Regions from separate parts of the Pan troglodytes genome. Here region 1 is linked to region 2. A link is a contact called in public capture Hi-C data. All regions are on one chromosome and are shown on one strand. Each heading gives the region's core, a stretch centred on a gene start, on an enhancer-like site or on the middle of the called end of the contact. The rest is flanking DNA. Distances are from core to core; before and after follow the strand shown. Region 1 overlaps KHDRBS3 (KH RNA binding domain containing, signal transduction associated 3). Region 2 has its middle 110 kb from the start of MIR30D.

What was found. Capture Hi-C pulls out chosen DNA fragments and counts their contacts.
Region 1: a capture Hi-C map of stem cell-derived neural stem cells shows a contact between it and region 2, with 2.6 times the contacts expected there. The contact joins two enhancer-like sites. A contact is called at or near these places in 1 of 7 Hi-C or Micro-C datasets (stem cell-derived neural progenitor cells) and 1 of 1 other capture datasets (stem cell-derived neural stem cells).

What each region holds. Positions count from the first base shown.
Region 1 is chr7:145,884,239-145,887,218 of NHGRI_mPanTro3-v2.0_pri, reverse strand. The region is part of intron 7 of KHDRBS3 (KH RNA binding domain containing, signal transduction associated 3); the gene reads right to left. Among named protein-coding and RNA genes, the nearest start is that of KHDRBS3, 160 kb to the right of the region's middle. Within about 2 kb of position 1,463, at least 3 of the 24 cell types and tissues checked have an H3K27ac peak or open chromatin away from gene starts, as enhancers often do. A contact at or near this core is called in stem cell-derived neural stem cells, where this site is marked.
Region 2 is chr7:145,177,563-145,180,734 of NHGRI_mPanTro3-v2.0_pri, reverse strand. No RefSeq gene overlaps it. Among named protein-coding and RNA genes, the nearest start is that of MIR30D, 110 kb to the right of the region's middle. Within about 2 kb of position 1,499, at least 4 of the 24 cell types and tissues checked have an H3K27ac peak or open chromatin away from gene starts, as enhancers often do. A contact at or near this core is called in stem cell-derived neural stem cells, where this site is marked.

The DNA.
Region 1 (2,980 bases), core at 214-2,713, 710 kb before region 2:
GTAATTTTCTATCTCCTGACCCTAGCCCGACTTCTTGGCTATGAATTCCCACTTGCCAATGCTAGATGCAGAGTGGAGCCCGGTCTCTCTTCCCCACTGCAAAGTCCCAGTGCAGTGGTCCATGTATCTATTGCAGTGGTCCTGAATAAAGTCTGCCTTACTGTGCTTTAACAAGTGTCACCAAATAATTTTTTTTTTCTTTACAGGGTTGTAGCTTCACTTTTTCACCCCTGTCTCTACTCTTTTTTTTGTTTTTTTTTTTCTTACCATGGGGTCTTGAGAATTAAGTATTTACGGGTCTATGGGGGTAATTTGGGTTGATATCCCTTGTTTTTTGTTGATGTCTACATAGTACTGTGTTAGAAGTATTTTTGTTGACAGTTTATAATGCTCAATTTCTATTAGCACTTTCTGAGACCCTTTATGTTCTATTTAGTTTATGATCACTATAGGAGCCAAACAGTTCTTTGGAGAATTTATACTTTTTCAGAAACATAGACTAAAAATATTATGGTAGTTATTAGGATTGTAAATAAGACATCAAATATAAACTAATTCCACTTAGCTTAGAATAAAATAAAGACATTTACCAGGGGTTTCCAGGAGGCAGAAATGGTCTGTGAAGATTCAAGCCATGTCGGGGCAGAGGAAGGGCTCTGAGGGCTGAGGTCATTATCACCCATTCGTTTTGATTCACTATACTAGCTATTCCGAAGCTGTGTATCCACAGGAAGTAATCAACATCTATTTTTGAGCCAATGTGTATTAGAATAATTCCAATATTGTAAAGAATAGTTTATATTTCTCTTCATAGTAACTGTGTCAAAATATTGTTACTCATTAAATGTGTGAAGTTAGATAAACAATACTTTTGTTTTATACTGTAATGTTAGCATTATCAAGGTCATTACAAAAATCAATGGGGAAATGTACCTGAACTATACTGAATTTTTTTATGGGAATTCTCATTTGTACTCTGATTTGAATGCAAGGTATTTGAAAATTGGAAGAAAAAAATTCCTAATTTGTAAAACCTCCAAAGATAAACTTGTTTCTGTAACACAACAGTGTCATAATAATGAGGACCTCAGGAGTTTAAAAGTCACTATGGAAAGAAGCCCTTCCACACAACAGATCATACCCAACGGTAGCCAGGCTGCCTTGCTGTCTTACTCAGGTTTGTTTTCAGGTAGGATATGGCTGTTGACCTTACCGACTCTCAGTGTACAGGAAATACTGACACTGACCATCCACAGGAAAGAAGCCCTTTGCAAGGTTTCCTCTCTCACTATAAAACATTTGCTCGCACAGTCCTTGCAGGTTTCCCAGAACCTGCTCTTCGTAGCCACTCTTGTGTGAAACAACAAGCAGAAGGAATTTAGAGCTGCAGAAGGATGGCAGGAACTCGGGCTCACACTGTGCTACCTCCCTATGCAAACCATCTCATTCAGTCCTCAAGCAGAGACAACAGAGTGGACAACAGACTTCCCTCTACACAGTTTACAAAGACTACGTGCTTTCCTGTCTCTTTCAGCCTTCAGGCCGGCCCTCTAAACGAGAATCTTTTTACACTGTTCTCACAAGTAGAAACAGTTACACATTTTATAAAAGGAGGCTTAGAGAGGTTAAATAACTCACCTCAAATTACAGAGCCAGTAAGTGTTAAAGTTGGCGTCTGACCATAGGTCCGTCAGACTTAACCACTGTGGCACCGGTCTCTGTTTCTGATAATACATCGGCATAAATAAAAATGTTTTTGAACTTGTAACTGTAATGTGCTTATGCATACTATAATATTACTAAGCTATATTTTAAATAACATACAAACATTAAAATAGGAATTTAAAAAGTAGAAATATGAGGGGCCGCTTTCCAGTTCTCTTTCTGCGGCTTGTGGACTGTCTTGTTGTCTTGCTTACCCCTAAGTGAGTATGTGCCAGAGACAGACACAGCCAGAATCATTTAACTCAGTGCTGTCTATGAGAAGACGCTGTAATAGAGAGCTTTCCAGTAGCCACATGTAAAAAAAGTAAAAAGAAATAGGTGAAATTAATTTTAATAATTTTTTTAACATTCTTTTTGTCATACAAAGTCTCTGGAATGTGGTGTGAGTTTTACACTTCCAGCACATCTCAATCTGGACTGGCCACGGGTCAAGGGTCCACAGCTCCATGTCTAGTGGCTGCCATGGGGGACTGAGCAGCTTTTACCTCTGCTCTGTGCTCCCTCCTACTGCATAAAACGTCAAAGAACATTTGCAGAACAGCTTTGTACTCTAAAAGGAGGCCAAGTGAAGAATTCTTCACTAATACTGAACTATAACTGTAGCATTGCACGTACTTTCAAATTCTGAATTGAGAGAACTATTTACGTATGAAATCTTACGGAACCTGAATTGTCAAAATCAAGACATGTTAGATAAGACATCAAGTGCTATATGGCACTGCCCACCAGTGCATCTGAAAACTGGGTGCTCCTTGACAGCAGTGGCAGTAAATGCTATTCACTGAAGGGATCTCATGTAAAAGTGGAAAAACAAATTTCTTAATTTCACTAGTCTAAGCCTACGACTGTAATATGTATATTTAATATAAATTAAATTCCCTATTTGCTTAAGGTAGTCCAAATTTGATAAGGCAAAACTTCTAGTGCATATTGAAGCAGAATTCCTAAGAGATTTTAAAGCATCACAAAGTATTAGATTTTTGAATACTGTATATGGGAAATATAAACAGGAATGAGTCCCAGCAACTGTAATCAAAACCATGACGAAAGGAGAGCTGAAAGGCAATGGAGACAGTATAAAAGAGAATGTTTTGGCACCGAGGTGATTTCTTTGGGCTTTACTTCTCTGAATTTGGGAATGAGGAACTTCACTTCTCTGAATTTGGGAATAACATTTTTAAACTTGAATTTAGCAATATCGAAGGGGATGCAGAGAGGGGAGATAATTTATGTAAAGTAGATGAAATAATGCCAA
Region 2 (3,172 bases), core at 250-2,749:
ATAAGACACAATGCCTGCTCTCATTAAGTTTATATCTGGTGAATATCCTCCGGACCCATAAGCCAGTGAGGAAACCTGAGCTCAGAGAAGTGTGATAACCTGTTGTAAGTCACACAGAACAGCTGAAATTCAAGCCCATGTCTCCTGCTTCCATCTGGGAGTGATCATTCCACACATCTCACTGTAGTGAATCCAGAGGGAAGGAGGTCATCCCTGTCTTTACTTTGGAGCAGGTGGCAGAGCCTCTCGCTCTTTTGCTTTAGCTATTGGTTGGTGGAATACAGCACTAATGGCAGTTAATTGCATTATAAGAGTGACAGTGTATTAGCATTTTAAATAGCAACGGTGCCAGTTAGACTTTGTTGGTTGCAAGCAACAGAAAGTCCATCTGGCTAACTTTAGGGAAAAAAAATAAACCCAGGGAAGGATATGGAGTAGCTCTAAGCATCTGCAGCAAAGCGGAACAGCCTGCTTCAGAAAGGTCAGCAAGGAGAGCAGCTTCCAGGTCCTGGTCACCACCAGGAGAAATGGCTCTAGCCATTTATTCTTTCTCAGTTTCTGCTTCCTGTAACTCCACTCAAGACTCAGATTCCTGGAGGAGAGAACCTGACTGGCTAAGCTTGAGGTTCATGCCCACATTTGACAGTCCCACTGAAACTTCACATCCTGGGGGAGCAACTCCCAAATGGGAATCAGGGTGCAGCTGCCAGAAGGAAGTAGAATGGCTGGTGAGCAGGCAACTACAACCCTTGTCCAAGAAAATAATCACTAGAGACCTTGTGGGTACAGGAGCCAAGAGTCATGCAAATGGTGGGATGTAGATTGTGCTTTCCAAAGATGGTTGCACCAATATAAATATCATCACATATACTTTTCTTAGAGTGTGACACCCCTTCATCAAGGAGGATCTCTGTTATCTTCCCTTGAACCCAGGCAAACTTTTGTAACTCCCTCAACCAATAAAATGTGGCAGAAGTGATGCTGCATGGTAGGCGTCCCCCTGGCTCACCCGTCCCCCTGGCTCACCCACTCTGTGTCAGCATGCAAGCCTTTGGGAGCTGTGAGCCACCATGTTGAATAGGACATTCAGAAGGGTTGAGATCCTAGCTATATGACAGGCACTATGATATATGTTCTCATTCTCAAGTTTTAATGCTCATAACAACACTGAAGATAGGTGGCATTATTCTCTCCCTGCAGGAAAAATAAAAATTAAATTAAAAACCATGAGACTCAGACAAGAAGAGATTTGCTAGGATTGATACCCAGGTCACTCCTGACTCCAGAGATCCTAAGTCTTTTTTTTTTTTTTTTAACCAGTAACTCGACCTGATTCTCTGATGATGTTTCTGTTTTCTAAAAGCACCCCAGTTATGCTGCCTAGTGAAACCAGCTGGAGGTAAGCTTGGAAGGCCAGGGATCAGGACCCAGATCTGCCTTGAAATCACTGTGTGACCTTGACCCCACTCTGAGACCATTTAATCATAAAGAGGGACAGCAAGCCTGGCTCTGAGACCTTGCAGGGGTGGAGTGGGGATCAGATGTGTTTCCAGATATAAAAATGCTTTAAAGAGGAAAACGGCCCAACCAATATAATACAGTACTTCTCCTGCGTGCATCAGATCTTGCTGAGAGCAGAATTCTAAAACCGTCTGAACTCTCTAAGCATTCAGAACTTGTGGAGAGGAAGAACAAGGTGTATAATTTTTTGTTGTCATTGCTTTAGAAGCTCAAAGTAGGATTGGAAAATCGTGACTTCTAAGGCTCACAGCTTTGAGTTTCTGCGGACAGCTGGGCCTGGAGATGATGTCATCTGGCATGAGTGAGAAAGCCTCCCTTTAGCAAAAAGTGATTTGCAGGAAGGGAATTTCTGCACTCTGCGTGTGGGCAAGAGATGACCAAATGTTCCCTGACATTCGTGCTTGATTACCTGTAAAATGAGGCCCCATCCTTAACCGTCCATGGGGAGAACAGAATATCAAACCACAGGAGACCATGTCCACTCTAACCCCAAAACTGAGATCCTGCATGTGAACATACTTTGAAAACAGAATATCGAGAAAGAATTTGAAATATATATGAAGATTTACAGGCATGCTTATCAGGTCACTGTTTACAATATAAAAAGTAGACAGAGCCTGACACTTCACATGAGTGAATTGATCAAATCAATTTTATGATATATCCATGTATTAGAATATTGAGATGCTACTAAAAGGATGTTTGCAAAGACTTTTTAATGGGTTGAGGAAATATTAATAATGTTGAAGGTAATGCCAGGGGACAAAGCGGCCTGAGCATAATGGCTGAGCTCCAGACGTACACGAGTAACTGATTGGGATGAGAAAGAACACAGCCAGCAGACAGGGTTAGGGAGGAAACTGACTTTTCATCATTCATCTTTTAGTAACTTTTGAATCTTCAGATGGAGAAGAGCCATCGATTCCTAGTGCAGTAAAGTAAATAAGACCCACACTAAGACAAAGTATTCTAAGATCCTGCGAACTTCCACATCAAGAAACAAAGTCATGTACAAAGAAACTGGAATCAGAATACCATCAGACTATTTTCAATGGAAGGATTAAAATAAAGACATTTGCAAATATTTGCAGTCAAGAAGTTATCTTTTCTGTTTGTTTGTTTTTAGGAGACAGGGTATTGCTTTGTTACCCAAGAGTGCAGTGGCAGGATCATAGCTCACTGCAGCCTCAAACTCCTGGGCTCAAGCAATCCTTCCACCTCAGCCTCCCTAGTAGCTAGGACTATAGGCGTGAACTACCACAGCCAGCTAATTTTTTTCATTTTTTTACTTTTGTAGAGACGGGGTCTCACCATGTTGCCCAAACTGTTCTCAAACTCCTGTTCCCAAGCAATCCTTCCACCTTAGCCTCCCAAAGTGCTGGGATTACAGGTGAGCCTCCACACCCAGCCTAAGAAGTTACCTTGTTATCCTGTATGCAACTTTTCTTGGAAAGCTACTGGAGGTTACACTGGAGCAATCCAAGAAAGTAAGTCAAGAGGAATATAGGAAATGTAATGCAGGCAAAGGGAGGATCTAAACAGCACAATATCCAGGCCTGGAGGAGCCCCACTCTACACTGGGGAAGGGGCCAAAACATACCTGGAGGAAGGTCTTCAGGCAAATAAAATGGGTTGAGGGCATTTGTGACCT